Regions from separate parts of the Zea mays genome. Here all the other regions are linked to region 1. The links are chromatin contacts, called in public Hi-C maps. All regions are on one chromosome and are shown on one strand. The core of a region is the stretch at or near the end of the contact, and the rest is flanking DNA. Distances in the headings are between cores, read along the strand shown. Region 1 holds the start of LOC542510 (hexokinase3). Region 2 holds the start of LOC100280678. Region 3 holds the start of LOC100381528 (oxidative stress 3).

Region 1 (5,009 bases), core at 1,127-3,626:
ACTACTCTATACTAAACTAAACTCTATACTAGAAAAAATCTAGGAGAAACTACATATCATTTCTTTGCAAAAGGAAATGTGGTCAGGACATCAGCTGGTACAACCTGGTGCTACTTAATGGTACATAGGTACCCCTCAAATTGGGTTTATGAAGGAAATATCGAAGATAAATTCATGTACTATTAAGAAACTCCACTTTTAGGGTAATTAAAAAATTCCACTTTTTTAGGCAATAAGAAATTACACATTGATCCCACCTTAGGGCTTGTTTGTTTTACTCTCAACACATGTGGATTGGGTGGAATTGAGTGAGTTTAAATCCCAAACAAGTCAAAATCTTTCATAATTTTTTTCAGTCCCATCCTATCCACATGGGATACGAATAACCAAATAAGGCCTTACTGAACTATAGGAAGGTATTCAATAGATCGAATTAGGTAAAATTGTTTCAATTTTTTACCGTGCCATTGATGGAAAAGCCCTTTGTCCACTTGATGAGTGTTCCTGATGATATTGATGTTTGGTTCACCGGGAAGGAAAAAGTGAAACCAAGTTCTCTCTGCCTACCCTCTGGGAGTTGGAAATCTTCACCTTCAGTACCGACAAATTTAGCCAATGCAGCAGCAATGAAATCAAATAGTTCCTGTATCAATAATTCAAGATACATAAGACAAACAGTGTTGAAAACGCACAACTTCAAGAAACTAAAATTAGAACAGCAAGTACTCACCATGGAAGTCCCGACCATCAAATGTGGTGGAATGGAAACCTCCTCATACTGTTGTTTGACAACACGTTTCTCCTTTCCTCCTAGCTGGACTCGCAGCACACGGAAGTTGGTCCCTCCAAGATCCAGTGCATAAAACAGCCCATGTTCATCTCTGCAGAAGCAAAACCCATATGTGGATAAATGAAGTGCAGCACAAGTGTTAGAGTTAACATTCCACGCTGAAGAGTGGATTGCCTTAACAAACTGGTGGTGATAGAACCACTAGAGCAACTCCAAGAGCCTCTTTATATCCTTCCGTAATGGTAGGAATAGAGATTTTGGTTGGGAAAAAAACCCAACAGGTCTTCAATTAGATATCTAAATATTGTCATCATCTATTCCTGGTTACTCACTGGCCAAAGATGGAGAGCAAGGATGGCTCTCCAAAGTGGGTACAAAATATAGAGAAACTGTTAGAAGATGAAAGGATATAGAGAGCGGCTTTTATTCAAATGGCTCTCCGAATGAGGATTTAGAGAATGAAATTAAAAAGTCTCTTGGTGATGCTCTTATATTTAATAGCACCTATTTTTCTGGAGTTGACTGACAATTTTTAACTGCAATGCTTCTTGAGACCATAGTGATTTTACCAATTTATTGCACCAGATAAGCTCAATTAGTAGATATAATAAATGTACAAACTGCTAAAACAAACCATAAGTCCCGGAACAACACATTGACATTTGAACAGAAGCAATATAGATAGAGTGCTACCAAATCTAATATCTATAGTAGAGCCTACTTGGATTGGAGGGTGCCTAGACTCCGGAGCTGCCTATGCTCACTGATTCATATAGTCCTACAAATATCGGGACGTAACAATCCACAGTTTGGCCCATGGCCATGGGAGAGAATCGCTTAATCATGACAAGGACAAGCGCAGCCATACCGTAAAAATCACAATCAGATCTCTACCTGATTTGCCAATAAAAAGGTTTCGCCAAGCTTACGCGATCAAGGACACGCTTTTGAGTCCAGATCACGTCCGTATGTGCCTTTTTTTTCTTTCCCACGAGAAGCCGGCATGTCTCGGATCACAAAGCTCACGCGGCCCAGATCACAATCAGTCAATCACACCCTGGAACTGGAACTGGAAGGGAAAAAGAAAAAGAAAGGAAAAGGGGATGCAAGATCAGACAGGGAGCGGGGAGCCGTTTACCCGGTGGGGAGGCTGTCGACGTAGCTAATGAGCATCTTGAGCTGCGCGTGGATGTCCCCGCGCAGGCCGCGCTCCATCTCGGCGACCATGGCGTCCGCGATGCTCCGCAGCAGCGCCGTGGGCGTGGCGAGGCTGCTCTCGACCTCCTCGATCACGGCGGCCGCGCGCCTCCTCCTCTCCGCCTCCGCGGACCCCAGGAGGTCGGCGTCTCGCTTACGCCGGCGGCGCTCCAGCACCACCGCCACCCCGACCGCCGCACACGCCACGACCGCCGCGCCCACCACCACGGCCTTCACCATCGCCGCCGATCCTGGCCCCTACCTCGCGCCCCCCGGCCTTCGAGCGGGTCGATCCGAACGCCGCACGCGTTCCGCGCTCTGGATCCGAGGCCAAGGCCAACGCCAACGAACCAATTCTTCCCTCCCCGTGCGCGTAGGAGAAGAGGGAGACGGGAGGCAGCCACTGGCACCGGCGTTTTAACCGGTGGCCAACCACCCCTCGTCTTTCCAGAAATCACGGGTCCACCCTCGGTTTCGGACGGCCACGATCTGCTTCGCGTCAAGGGGCAAGGGCGGGCTGGATCGGAGCGTGAGGTGGACGTGGACGGATCTGGGGGGGTTTGTCTCGTAATATGGCTTCCGGGACAAGAGCATGTTTGGATATATGCGATAATTTCCGGATCGGTATGAGATTAGTTGCAGGATGGAAATAGATAAGCGATTGCGATCATCGTGGTAGCCATTTGACACCGACAGGTGTTGAGGTGACAGACACCTACCATCTCGGGACCACCTTGCAGTGAGGTAACGGAATTGAAAGCGAGAGTCTCATCCCAGTATCCCACGTGGACGGCCGGGTCGCGGGCCTGTTGGAGATTCGTGTACGGTAAGCCGTCCGCGCGCGGTTGCAAGGTCAACTGTCAGCCAGCAACTGTGTCCCCGCTGCACGAATAGCTCTTCAACGATGGCTCAGGCCAAACACCACCGACACCTGGGCCCGTGGGCCGTGCAAGCCATAGATAGATACGGTGGATACATGTTGGTGAATGATCTACTCCATAAAACATTTGCGGTGGCACGAATGCAGTGCCTGTTTCTGTGCCGAAAAAGGGTCAAAGATATATGAACATGGATACATGAAGGATCTTTACTTTGGTCGAGCCCAAATGTTTGATGTTTCTATAGTTACTTGCATTACTAATAATAGATCAATTAATTTCCACAACCCGAACAAAAGGGATGCACTCCATCTATTTTTCCACATGCCCTTGTTGGTTGGAACTATGTTAATACTCAACTCATCAAATATCTCCAACGGTGCCTAATTTAATGATTTTTTATCAAAAGAAATAGGGCGGACGCCCAAATATACAACACTCTGAATCAGTGTCATATTCTTGTTTTATAAATCATCCTCAATCTTTTCTCTTCTAGTAATCCAATTTATTTCATAAAATACATTATTTAGGGTTTAACTGTTGCAGCACAATTTGTTTTTAGTGATCTAAACATTTTAAATGATGTAGTATTTTGATTTTTGCATACTATTTTGATACATTTTGTTGGAGATGCTCTAGGTGTAATCAAACTCTAATTATAGATTTTTAATATTAATGATCACGTAACTATAGGAATAATGAGATTTCTCGAGTTAAGAATATATTAAATAAAAAGATAATACATAAGTTGGCGGAGCCCCCAATAAATAAAGACGCGACAATCAACACAAATGCGTTTAAATTCATTTCATATTTAAAATTTGAGTAAAGAACATTGCATTGTAAAGAGGATGCATATGATGAGAACATCACTCCCATACAAATAACACATGGGCCGACAATACGAGCACATCATGCATGACAGATAAATCTCCAGGTTTATTCTTACCTAGTCAGTTGTATTTTGGATCTTATGTTTTGTGTCATAGATGTTTTGATGATTACAAACCTTGGAAAGGACCATCAAGGACTTGAGAAATGTCAAGTTGTCAAAGAAGGAGAAGGTAGGATGTTCACAATAAGAGAAAGCCAAGTCCGACTCAACTTCGTCTTCATCTCGAAGTCCAGGACCAGTCTGCACTAACGGACGCCCAAGATGCATCTGAACTCCGATTAGGTTGTGCTTTATATGGATGGAAAGATAAAGAGATAAGATTTCAACCCCAACTGGAACCACCTTAAAATTCATCTGGAGTCAACAGAAATCGTCGAAACAAGTCAGCGTTTAGATTATATTTTGGTGTTGCGACACCGTCTGTTGGGCCGTTGGGTCGTGTATCGTGTTGGAGCCCATTAGGGGTACCTCCAGGGGTTGTGCACGCCCCTAACCTCTATTTTAACAGCAAACGCCGTCATGTTAGGGTTTGAGTTTTGTTTATATTATTCTGTCATCGAACAATTTCGTCGTCATCGTCTTGTGAGACCCCATCTTGTAATCAACACAGTTTTGTTGTGTTCTTCCTGTTATTGCTGGTTTTCTTGATTACGCTTGCAGGGGTAAGCCTTCGTGGCGAGGTCACTCATGTGTTATAGGTGACAACCAACGAAGCAGTGGTGTAGTGATTGCGAGAGCCGATCGTTCGGAGCCTTGGATCATCAGCGTCGAGATCTCCACCCAATCAAATTATCGTAACTCACGGAACTCTTGTTCTTAACGGAACTCTTGGTCAATTTTATAATTAGTGTACATATGTATCTGATTCGTCTCTTTTGCTTAACGGAACTCTTGTTTACTATAAGAATAAGATGTGTGTTCTAATGGTTAGGTATGTAAATGTGGAGCCAACAATTGTGGTTCCAACCCTTATTTTGCACAATATTAGGTTAACAGAGAAATATATGCGCGTGCGAACTAGTAGTACATATGATATGACATTATTGAAATAACGCTACGAAACTCTCCATGCTATGAAACTCTCCATTAAGATTCGACCTAACTTGACCTTATTAAAAATACGCGTGTAATAGATATACAGGTGTAGCAGAAGGGCCTCTAGCGTAATAGTTAAGGATTTCGAGTAGCACGAGGTCTCGGGTTCAATCCCTCCTTGTGGGCAAATGCACGCCAGCCTCCGAATAGGCTG
Region 2 (5,009 bases), core at 1,871-4,370, 170 kb before region 1:
GTATACACGGTTTGGGTTTGCAGAGTTCTCGTGGATGCATTCCACAGCAGCAATGCGAGTAACGATGTCATAGATGGGTATTGGGTTGAATGGCTACGATGTTGAATATACAGCACCCAAGGCGCGCAAAGCGCTGATGTTCTAGTGGTGCGAGATGATTGCAAGTGGAAGATGGACCATGGAAAAGGAGCAGATCAAACGTCTAGAAAATTTCGGTGAGACGAGCCGGATTTTTTTTATATATATTCGAGTCGAAGGCTGTAGTTAGTTACTGAGGACTTTGCGTCCAGAAGAATCTTCCAGTTTGTTTCCCCAGTTCATACAAAATTAAAGGAGGAACGCTGCTGAACAAGCAACAAACTGTGGCTAGCCAATGTGAATTGACAAAACGGACAGCGTGATTGCGATTGCATACCTCGATCGCCGTTTCCACGGCTAATCGCTCCGGCCTCAGGCTTCTTGCCTGGTACTTCTAGATTGATAGGAGAGATGCACACTCACGCTCACAAGTCGCCACCACAGAGACAGAAACCTTGTCCACCTTGGATTTCCTTCCTTGACCACAGATGATTTTTTGATACAACATGTGAGACGCATTCCATTCAGCAGAGCATCTGCTGCATCGTCTACGGTCATCGCGAATTTTTACACTTGCATTGCATTGGGCCAAGTCAAGCGGGTCAAACCCGGCATAGAACATGTACCGGCCGGCGTTCTACGAATTCCGTAACACCACGTGTAACAAGACCAATACCCCAACCCAACAGTGGCGTGAGCCAGAGCTGAGCTCTTCATAGGACCGTCCGTGTACCAGACGAAGCAGACGTTGGTTCTACTGGTGTACAGACCGCGTGTGCGTGTGGCCTGCGGCCTGCCTCTCTTGTCCGCCGGCCCTCTTCCATGGCGGCCGCCGGGGCGTCGAGGAGCGCGGAGGAGGGCAAGAGCGACCAAACGAGGCCCCTCGCGCTGCCTTCCCCAACAGTCTACCCGGCGCCGTCGGCCAGCGACGCCGCCGCCAGGGCCAGGTGGCGGTCCACGCAGTACCTCCGCAAGCGCCGGTGCGCGCTCTGCTGCGGCGGCTGCTGCGTGAGCGCCATCGTGGTCGTCGGCGTCATCATCCTGGCGCTGGCGCTCACCGTGTTCAGGGTCAAGCAGCCGCGCCTGGCCGTCAACAACGTCTGGCTCACGGCCATCAGCGCCGGGCCCGGGACGGGGCCGGGGGCCGCCGCCCCCGTGGCCGCCAACGCCACGCTCACCGCCGACGTCTCCGTGGACAACCCCAACGCCGCGGCGTTCAGGTTCTCGCGGACCGAGACGGACGTCTACTACGAGGGCCGGACGGTGAGCGTGGCGTACGCGCCCGCCGGCCGCGTCGGCGCGCGCGGGAGCGTCCGGATGAACGTCACGGTCGACCTCCTCGCCGACCGCCTCGCGCGCGCCGTCAACGGCACCGGCCTCGTGTTCGGCCAGGAGTACCAACTCCACACCTACACGGCGATCAACGGCACGGTCAATGTGCTGGGGATCGTCAAGAAGCACATCCAGATCAGGCTCAACTGCTCCACCGTCATCCAGGTTGGGGGAGCGGCTGCCGCGCTGGAGTACGGGGCTGCGTCCACAGTGCAGAGCAAGGGCGTCGATTGTTTAGCAGATGTCACCCTGTGAGTTGTGACTGTGAGTGAGTAGGTTCAAGAGTGGCGAGCAGATAGTTTTCTATTTTGAATCTCTTTAGCAAGTATTTGGTGTATTTGTCTTGGCGGATAAAGTTACCTTCATTTACTTGATTTGAAAGCTAAAGAAAGAAAGTAAGCTCGATGATCATCGACATCTCGAACTCTTTTGACATCAACTCACCAAACTCCTTACAATGACCTTCATTTATCGAGCCAAAGATTTAATTGCCAACATAAACTTGATAGAACTTGAGGGATTTTGACCAACGTTGTGATTCCTCGAGGGATTTTGACAAGGGTGTGTGAAAGCAAGAGAAGATCATTCTCCTTGTGTTATTGAGCACTTGATGAAGCCCTAGTCATTTAGTGCGTTAATTAATTAATTAATTAATTAATCATAGAGCTTAACTCCTAGAAAACTAAATGTTGCCCAGGATAGGATAAAAGGAGTGGGTCGAAAAAAACTCCACAGCCTTTATGATGACGTCGGAATGGCCGCTTCCAATACACCTGCATCCAAGGCAATGATTGATCATATCGAAGGCAGAGAGCTAGGGGAAGCACCCGAAGGTCTCAAGAGAATGCATGACTGCCAATAATGAATGTTGGACAACATAGAACTGTAGAGCAGCTAGGCCGGCACCATCAGCAACTCGAGGAACTTGATAGCTGCAGGAGGTAACGATGGCCTCGCACTCGCTGATAAACAAAGTACGATGTTATGTTCATTAGTTCATACATGAATATGATAATTTCTCTCGACTCTAGCACACACTTGGGGCCGAAACTCTAAAGTTGGGCCGGTGTGCGAGAGCAGGCCGGGCCTGATATTCTTGGGCTTGAGGCTGTCTGCCTTGAGTCGGGGCGCTGCTAACGGTCATCTATTTCACGCTCCATCCATATGCAGGGGCCGGGGGGGGGGGGGGGGGGGGGGGACGGTTACCGCGGGCGGAAATGTCCGTACTCCGTAGGCTCCCTCCCGAGTCAGCTGATGCAAATTTTATTTTAAGGTGCACGGAAGTATATGCTCTCTTTAGTACCAGGATAAATATATATGTCCAGGTGCCTTGCCTCTTCTCAGGGGCATGGCTGCTGGATCCACAAGAGTAGTGATGCAGCTGTGTACGTGTGGGTGTCCCGTACTGCGCAGCAGACCACGCCGTACAGCAGCGCAGCTCGAAACCTCACCGGCCCAGCCGCAAAAGCGCCCGGTGGCCCGCCCCATTTCCTTCGCCGAGAGGCCGCGACGTGGCGAGCAACATGCAGCACGGGCCTCCACGCCTCTCCACGTAGTCGCCCCGCGCCAAACCACCTCCCCACGACGCCACGCCAGCCTCCGATAGCTCGGCAACCAACAGAGCCCTCAATACCGCCCATGCCGGTTGCCGGATACGATACCGCCCCAGCCCAACCCCTATAAAACCCCGCGCCACCAACCCTACGGTTGTTATATCTCCTCAAGGCACGTTCACCACAGTCCTCTCTTTCCCCGGCACCACCACCACCCAGGCTAACCGGACTGGACCGAGTGTTGAACAACACTGAGGGCGAGGCAGATAGAGCGACGGCAGGCATGGTGAGCCGTGAAAATTTGCACCTGGTGCTGGACCCGGCGTCTCTGGGCGCGCCGTGGGCCGACCCGTCCGCCGCAGAGATCCCGCCGCAGCTCCTCGCCGCGCTGGGAGAGTACCTCTCCTCCACCCGCGCCGAGGGCGGCGACGTCGCGACGGAGGCGGACGACGAGTTCATGATGCACGAGTTCAAGGTGCGGCGGTGCGCGCGCGCGCGGAGCCACGACTGGACGGCGTGCCCCTACGCGCACCCGGGGGAGGCCGCGCGGCGGCGGGACCCGCGCCGCGTGGCCTACGCGGGGGAGCCGTGCCCGGACTTCCGGCGCCGCCCGGGCGCGGGCGCCGCGTGCCCGCGCGGGGCCGCCTGCCCGCTCGCGCACGGCACCTTCGAGCTGTGGCTCCACCCGTCCCGCTACCGCACGCGCCCCTGCCGCGCGGGCGCTGCCTGCCGCCGCCGCGTCTGCTTCTTCGCGCACGCCGCGGCCGAGCTCCGCGCCGGCGCCGGCGCCGGCGCCGGCGCCGCCAAGGACGGCTGCTCGCCGCTCGCGCTGTCGCTCTCGCCCAAGTCGACGCTGGCGCCGCCCTGGGAGTCGCCGCCGGTGTCGCCGGTGGAGGGCCGGAGGTGGGTCGACGAGCCGGCGGACGCCGAGGTGGAGGAGCTGTTGCTCGCGATGCGGGAGCTCGGATTCAGGAAGGCCAAGGCGTCGTCGTCGGCGCCGGTCCTGCCTGCGGCTGCGGTCACGGAGGACGACGGGCCGGACTTGGGATGGGTGTCGGAGCTGGTGATGTAGGCGTCCAAGATGTGGTGGATGCCGATCTGCGATCTCCTTCGCTCGCTGCTGCCGGCGTCGTCAACGGAACAGCTTCGTTAAGCAATATTGATCGTACCATTTTCTTTCATGAATTTGCATCATTCTTCTTGTGGATATAAACCAAACCTGGTGCAACTATTAATACTGCAATCTGTAAGCGTGGCGTGCTGCTGTACATGGTTCTCGTTCGTTCGATCATTACTACCAGTGTATATACAAAGTGTAGTTGCCTTCGCTGTCAGTACACTGCTGCCTTCTGGAATCGGTGTTCAGCTAATCTGCAATTAATCGGTGTTCAGTCGTGGAAGTACGTGTGTTCCATTCATCCGATCACTGCAGGGGGATTGGTCTTGGATGAAGGAAATGCGGTAGAGTTTCTGCAAATGGGAAACCAACATGGCCGGGCCGGTGATGACGACGATTCGCCATTGCCGCCATGACGCCGTCAGTGAGGCGGCCGGACGATGAGTACGACAAACATCCCCGGGGTTAAGAGGGGACGACGAAGTTGCGACCTTCCAAAGATGAAGCCCTAGCCCCTGGTCCAGAACATACTCTGGAGTCTGGACCGAGGGAGGTCGCAGTAAGCGGCGCGGCGGCACACAGCATAGGGCGATGCGATGCCAAATGAAGCTGCGCGAAGCCTCTTCTTTTCTCTTCTCTAAAAGAAGCGGACAAACCAATTCGCAAGTGGCAATTGACTGTCCAGTCCACTACGGCGATCCACGAAATCATTTGGTCCGTATTGTCCTTATCTGTTCGTTGGATCTGCATAATAATCTTCGGTTCCCCGCACGATTCATCGCATCGGCACCGAGGACCACGGTCCACGGGCACGGAAGACAAATCGGAGCCACGAAAGCGAAGCGCCCGTCGGATTGCAGCAAAACAACTAGCTTTAGCACTCCAACTTTGCTCCGCCCGGAGGCCGGAGCCCAGGACGTTTGTGCGCC
Region 3 (5,009 bases), core at 1,283-3,782, 150 kb before region 1:
TCGCGTGCGCAGGACGCCGGTGAGTCCGCTTGCCTCGGAAACAGCCGCGGGCCACGGCGAGGTGCCGTACCCTCGTGAGCCGTGAGGAGTGGGGAGTGGCTAGAACCAAGACGGCCGGATAAGAAAGGATATGTTTGCAATTAGTATACAACACTGCACGATGGGCTTCGCTAGAATAGACATCATGCTGAGAATTTTGACACAGTAGAAACGGAGACACCGGCAAATTCGCCCGTTTGACATGCTCCCACCATCTATCTCGTCCCTTGAGCTTTGATCGACACACAGCCCGTCACCATTACCGTCCGTCGTTCACACGCCGTCCTCACTACGCCGTCACTGCACAGCTCCCGTGGCCTGTAGCTGTCGCCACGGAGGGGAGTTCGCCAGAGAGCTCTGCAGTGACGACGGTCGTCCGGTCCAGCGTGTCCTGTGCACCGCGCGCTCCGACTCAGGAGTCCAGCTGCTGAAATATGGCACTTCTATTACTCGGACACTACTTGGTCTCCAATTCAGTGATCCAGTTGCTGAAATATGGCACTTCTTCGCTGCGGGCTGTTAAAAATGTTCGGCAAGCTCAACGCGAGATGCCTTTCCATGCAGAGCAGAGCTCGAACCCAACCTGCTCAGCTCAGCATTGTCTTATGACGAATCCAGTGAACTGTCAAGCAATGCAAGAATTCAGAGCTCAACATCATCTGACGAAGAATCCAGTGAAGCATCCTTTCGAGGCCATGCTCTGCTACCATTGAGTTTGTTTTACTTTGCCATCTAAATATGCTGTCCAGACCAACAAAGCCCCGCTGGCTGCGCCTAGGTGTAGCGATGCATTTTGTTTGTTTTACGTTGTCCAAGCGCTAGTTGGTTCGCCACAAGCCCATCATGAGGAAACTCTCCTGCGAACCATCTCCTGGTCCTGGCCATTGTTCGAACCTGGTAGATGATTTTGCTATGGTGGCTTTCGCGTCTGTATTTCGCTCTTACATCGGCAGAGTTTAATTTAGTGGCATGAGTTTGCTGTTTGCACATCCTGCAGAATTATTCTCTCGGGACAGAACTGTATGGTCTGGCCTGTGGGTGGCGTGAGAGATTTGGCTATCGGAGATCTGACCTGAGTATTGGTGTAGAGATTGCGAGAGATCTCAATGTTTTCCTTGGACGTGCTGTCTCTCGCGCAGGGGGCCCACTGTCGCCTGGCGAGAGGGAGAGCAAGAGTGACGGATGAGAGCGACGTGGAGGTTTTTAATTGGTCCAGCCGTTGCAACTAGTTATTTTTGGAGTCCGAAAAATTCAAAAAATGAAAAAAAAAATCACAAATTTGATCATCAATCTCTATAAATACCCCTACTAAAGACCATCGATCTCTCTGGAGCTCTTTCCACACACTATTTCATTATGTTATACGATTTCTGAGCGAGCGCTGAAATAAACTTGTGTGAATTCTAAAAAAACTGAGCTATATAGCCTTCTATGGTCTGTACACTGAATCAAAGTTGAGTTGAGAGCTTATGTGGTAGGTGCGGGAGAGGATTCGGTTAATGGTCACTCCAAAGGAAGGAAACAGTCGATCATTATTTTCTGCCAGGACTGCAGTGCTTCGTATTTACCCAAACAGCAGTTTGTTTTGCCGAGCAGCAACAGTGCAGAACGGTCAATTATGTTGTGAGTGAGTCCCTCTAGTGCTCTACAGGTACTCCGATAGCAGAGCAAGCAACAGTTCACACCACCTCGTAAAATTCTCACAGTCAAGTCAAGTCAAGCCCGTGAAGGAAATCCCGCAGAACAAGAGTAGAGAAGTAAAAAAAAAAAAGAGAGAACGAAAAAACAGTTGCAGTGCTCTCGTCGTCTGCCTACAGGCTACAGCCTCACTGGTGGTACCCGTTCTGAATTGGGGCCGTGGGCCGTCCTGAACCCGTTGGCGGCGGCGAGGCCGAGGTCGGCGCAGGAGCTGGAGGCGGGCTTCTTGGCCACATCATCCCTCCCAGTCCCAGTCCCAGCGCGCCGTAGCTCTTGTTGGTCCTGTGCTTGTAGGGGCTGCCCTTCTTGCGCAGGTCCTCCAGGCAGCGCACCTCCGACATGCACGCGAACGACTGCGACTTGCCCTCGTAGTACCGCGATAGCCCTTTCCTGCAAGCCAGCCAGCCAGGTCCCCGATTCATGAGCAAAAATACCGTGAGGCGTGAGAAGACAGACCATGGGTGCAGGCGCGCGCGCACTTACTTGGCTGGGAGCTGCTGCGACACCATGGACGCCATGTCGTAGATGCTGTCCGAGTTCATCCTCCGCAGCGGCGGCACGAACGCGCGGCGCTCCTGGTCGCACGAGCCCTCGCCGCCGGAGACGGACGGCGCCGTCTCGAACAGCTCCTCGTCCCCCTCCTCGCGGTCCGCCGCGCCTCCAAGCCGGTAGCTCATGTCGCTCTGCTCTGCAGCGGCAAAGCCTCGCTCCGTCTCGCTCTCGCTAGCGGCTCACCCGAACAACCCAGGAGAAACGCTTCTCCCTCTCGGTCTCTTCCGCTTCGCTTCCTTGGGCTCCCTCTGCGCGTCGGCCTCCGCGGTGCGCGCTTTTATATAACTCCCGGCGCCACGCCGCGGCGAGATAACGCGCCCCGCGCCTGCCCTCCCCGCCCGCTTTCTCTCCGTCGGTCCATTGACGGATTGACCAACGCAAAAACCATCTGTCCATCTCGCGTCGCGAGCGAGTAACGTGCGAAATTCGGTGCGGAAACCATTTGTTTTTGCAGCGGTTCGTGGTCGTGCCCTCGCATCTCCCCGCCTGTGGCACTGTGCCGAGTGCCGTCGCGTCCATGGCACATCGGGTCCTGCGACCCACGCCGACACGTGGGGTGTAAATCTGCGTTAATAAAGGCGTGTTGGCTCGGGCTGGCCACTGCGGCGCTGCCACGCATGGCTTTCGCTCCGGAATCTGTTCTCCGATCTTATCCTCATCTCACTCCGGGTCCCGCGCGCACGAGGCCAGGTTTGGTTCGCAATCGCACCGGGTGGGGGTGCTGGCCGGTGGCCGCCAATCTCCGGGTCCGAACGCTCGGACTCGACCGGTCCGAAAGCGTGAACTCTGGTTTTGTTTAGATTATATCGTATATAAAATAATTTGAAATTTCTAACGATAAAAAACTTTTGTATCCGTAGTGTCTTGTGTACTGGTCTGGGTTACAACCGAAAATCTTTACGACCAAGCGTTTCGGGACAATCGAACCAAAACAGCCTATAGGAACTAGCTGGCTTATGGCTGGAGTAAATGGATAGCTTATAAGGAATTATTAAGATAAACTTCATTGGTATAAAAAGCGTGAAATCAAATACTTCTAAATACTTCTCCATCCAAAAATATAATATAATTTGTTTTAGACTAAAGATACATTCATTAATTAACCGGGGTCATGTGCTACTTCCAGATGGTAGATTGCCGCATCAGCTTGAAACTCACCTCCTTCTGTTTTTTTTTTTTTTTTTGCTTGAATCTGAGGGTTTTTTTTCTACGGTGTCATTATGTTCAGAATCATATTCAGAACTTACATCAAAACTAATGTTATACTCCAGGTTCGATTCGATTATGTGCATTGCGCTTGGGTTGAAACACAGGAGAGGTTTCGCTCTCAGGGATGTGTGCTTATGTGTACTACGTGGCGTCTGATTTGCTAACTTGCGGCGAGACTAGATACATATGTTTTTCCGTTTCAAGAAAAGGTGCTCCCCAAGTCAGGATTGATCGGTTCGCTCTCAATTCATATAAATTAAGTGGGATTGAGGCCTTGTTCGGTTAGAATAGATTGAGCAGGATTGAAGAGATTTAATCTATTTTTATACAAATTTGTATATGAGGGGATTTAATCCTCCTCAATCCACTTTAAACCGAACAAGATATGAGTGTGTTTAAATACCAAGCAAGTCAAACTTCTTATGGCTTGTTCGTCTTACTCTCAATCCATATGTATTGGGTGGGATTGAATGAGTTTCAATCCCGAACAAGTTGTTGGCACCGATCCAAGCACCAATCACTGCGATGATAACCGGTAGCGGTGCTCTCTGCGGAGGCGCGGACGGTCCGTGGCCAGGGGCCGGACGATTCGCGACCTGGCACTGAGGCTAGTGTTCATGCCTTACGAGGCGGACGGTCCACGCATGCGCAGGGGCAGCGGAGTTTGCCGGCAGCGCCTTAATCTCGCTCCCGGGAGGGACCCTGGCGGAGAGAAGAGATCCTAGACTTTGTCTTGGGATCGGTAGGCCGCCCAAGACGCCTCTAAGCGACGTAGAGCCGAAGAGATGTGAAGATTTGAGATAGAGAGAGGCTAAACTAGGGCTAAACTAGAACTACTCTTAATGCATAAGGTAAAAACGAGATGTATATTGATTATTGATTTGATTGTTGGTGTTTCAATCGGCCATAGTCCTCTCTATATATAGGGGATCTGGACCCGTTACAAGCCGTCTCCCAAGCTAATTCTACAGATTTAGCTAACAAATAACACAAGAAACTCAGAACCCTAACTGATTTTGCGCGTGCGCTGACCGTCCGGTCTTAGGGCCGGAACCGTCGGCTCGACCCATCCTGCTACTCAGCACAAGTCAAAATTCTTCATATTTTTTTTCAGTCACATCTAATTCAAATGAATTCAAATGAGATAGGAATAACCGATCAAGTCCTTATTTTTTTAAATCACATTCAATCCTTAACCGAATAAAGTCTTATATGGTAGGTTTATTGCACGTGTTTATTTGAGATGATTAGTAGGCTGCATGGGTTCGAGTGGGGATGATGAGAGTTGTTCGGTGGTTAGGCACCATGTCATTTTCCTATGATCTATCGTCGAGAGTTCACGAACGAAACGAGCGTTTAGGCGCGGTGTCATTTTCTCACATAATCTATATACTAAAGATCCTCTCTTCTTTTTTTTTTTCTCCTTTCCCTGAAAAGCATCTAATAAGTGAGACCATTTATACCTTGTTCGGTTAATCCCGTTATCTATGAACTAGATGAGATTGGAAAAC

What was found. Hi-C and Micro-C count contacts between places; a contact is called where the count stands out from the background.
Region 2: a contact with region 1 is called in a Hi-C map of tassel, with 2.6 times the contacts expected there. The contact joins the promoter of LOC100280678 here to the promoter of LOC542510 in region 1. A contact is called at or near these places in 4 of 25 Hi-C or Micro-C datasets (ear, leaf and tassel) and 1 of 3 datasets of contacts at active chromatin or transcription factors (leaf).
Region 3: a contact with region 1 is called in a Hi-C map of bundle sheath, with 2.8 times the contacts expected there. The contact joins the promoter of LOC100381528 here to the promoter of LOC542510 in region 1. A contact is called at or near these places in 8 of 25 Hi-C or Micro-C datasets (bundle sheath, ear, endosperm and 3 more) and 1 of 3 datasets of contacts at active chromatin or transcription factors (leaf).

What each region holds. Positions count from the first base shown.
Region 1 is chr8:127,819,413-127,824,421 of Zm-B73-REFERENCE-NAM-5.0, reverse strand. It overlaps LOC542510 (hexokinase3), which reads right to left and starts at 2,376. Exons shown (of 9, transcript NM_001112059.2): 1 at 1,929-2,376; 2 at 731-881; 3 at 461-643. The coding sequence starts at 2,227.
Region 2 is chr8:127,993,834-127,998,842 of Zm-B73-REFERENCE-NAM-5.0, reverse strand. It overlaps LOC100280678, which reads left to right and starts at 3,120. Exons shown (of 1, transcript NM_001159256.2): 1 at 3,120-4,176. The coding sequence starts at 3,247. The coding sequence ends at 4,035. LOC100281266 reads left to right here and starts at 817. Exons shown (of 1, transcript NM_001154185.2): 1 at 817-1,705. The coding sequence starts at 901. The coding sequence ends at 1,665.
Region 3 is chr8:127,974,367-127,979,375 of Zm-B73-REFERENCE-NAM-5.0, reverse strand. It overlaps LOC100381528 (oxidative stress 3), which reads right to left and starts at 2,532. Exons shown (of 2, transcript NM_001174357.1): 1 at 2,221-2,532; 2 at 1,627-2,127. The coding sequence starts at 2,414. The coding sequence ends at 1,866. It overlaps LOC100194108, which reads right to left and starts at 101. Exons shown (of 12, transcript NM_001359397.1): 1 at 1-101.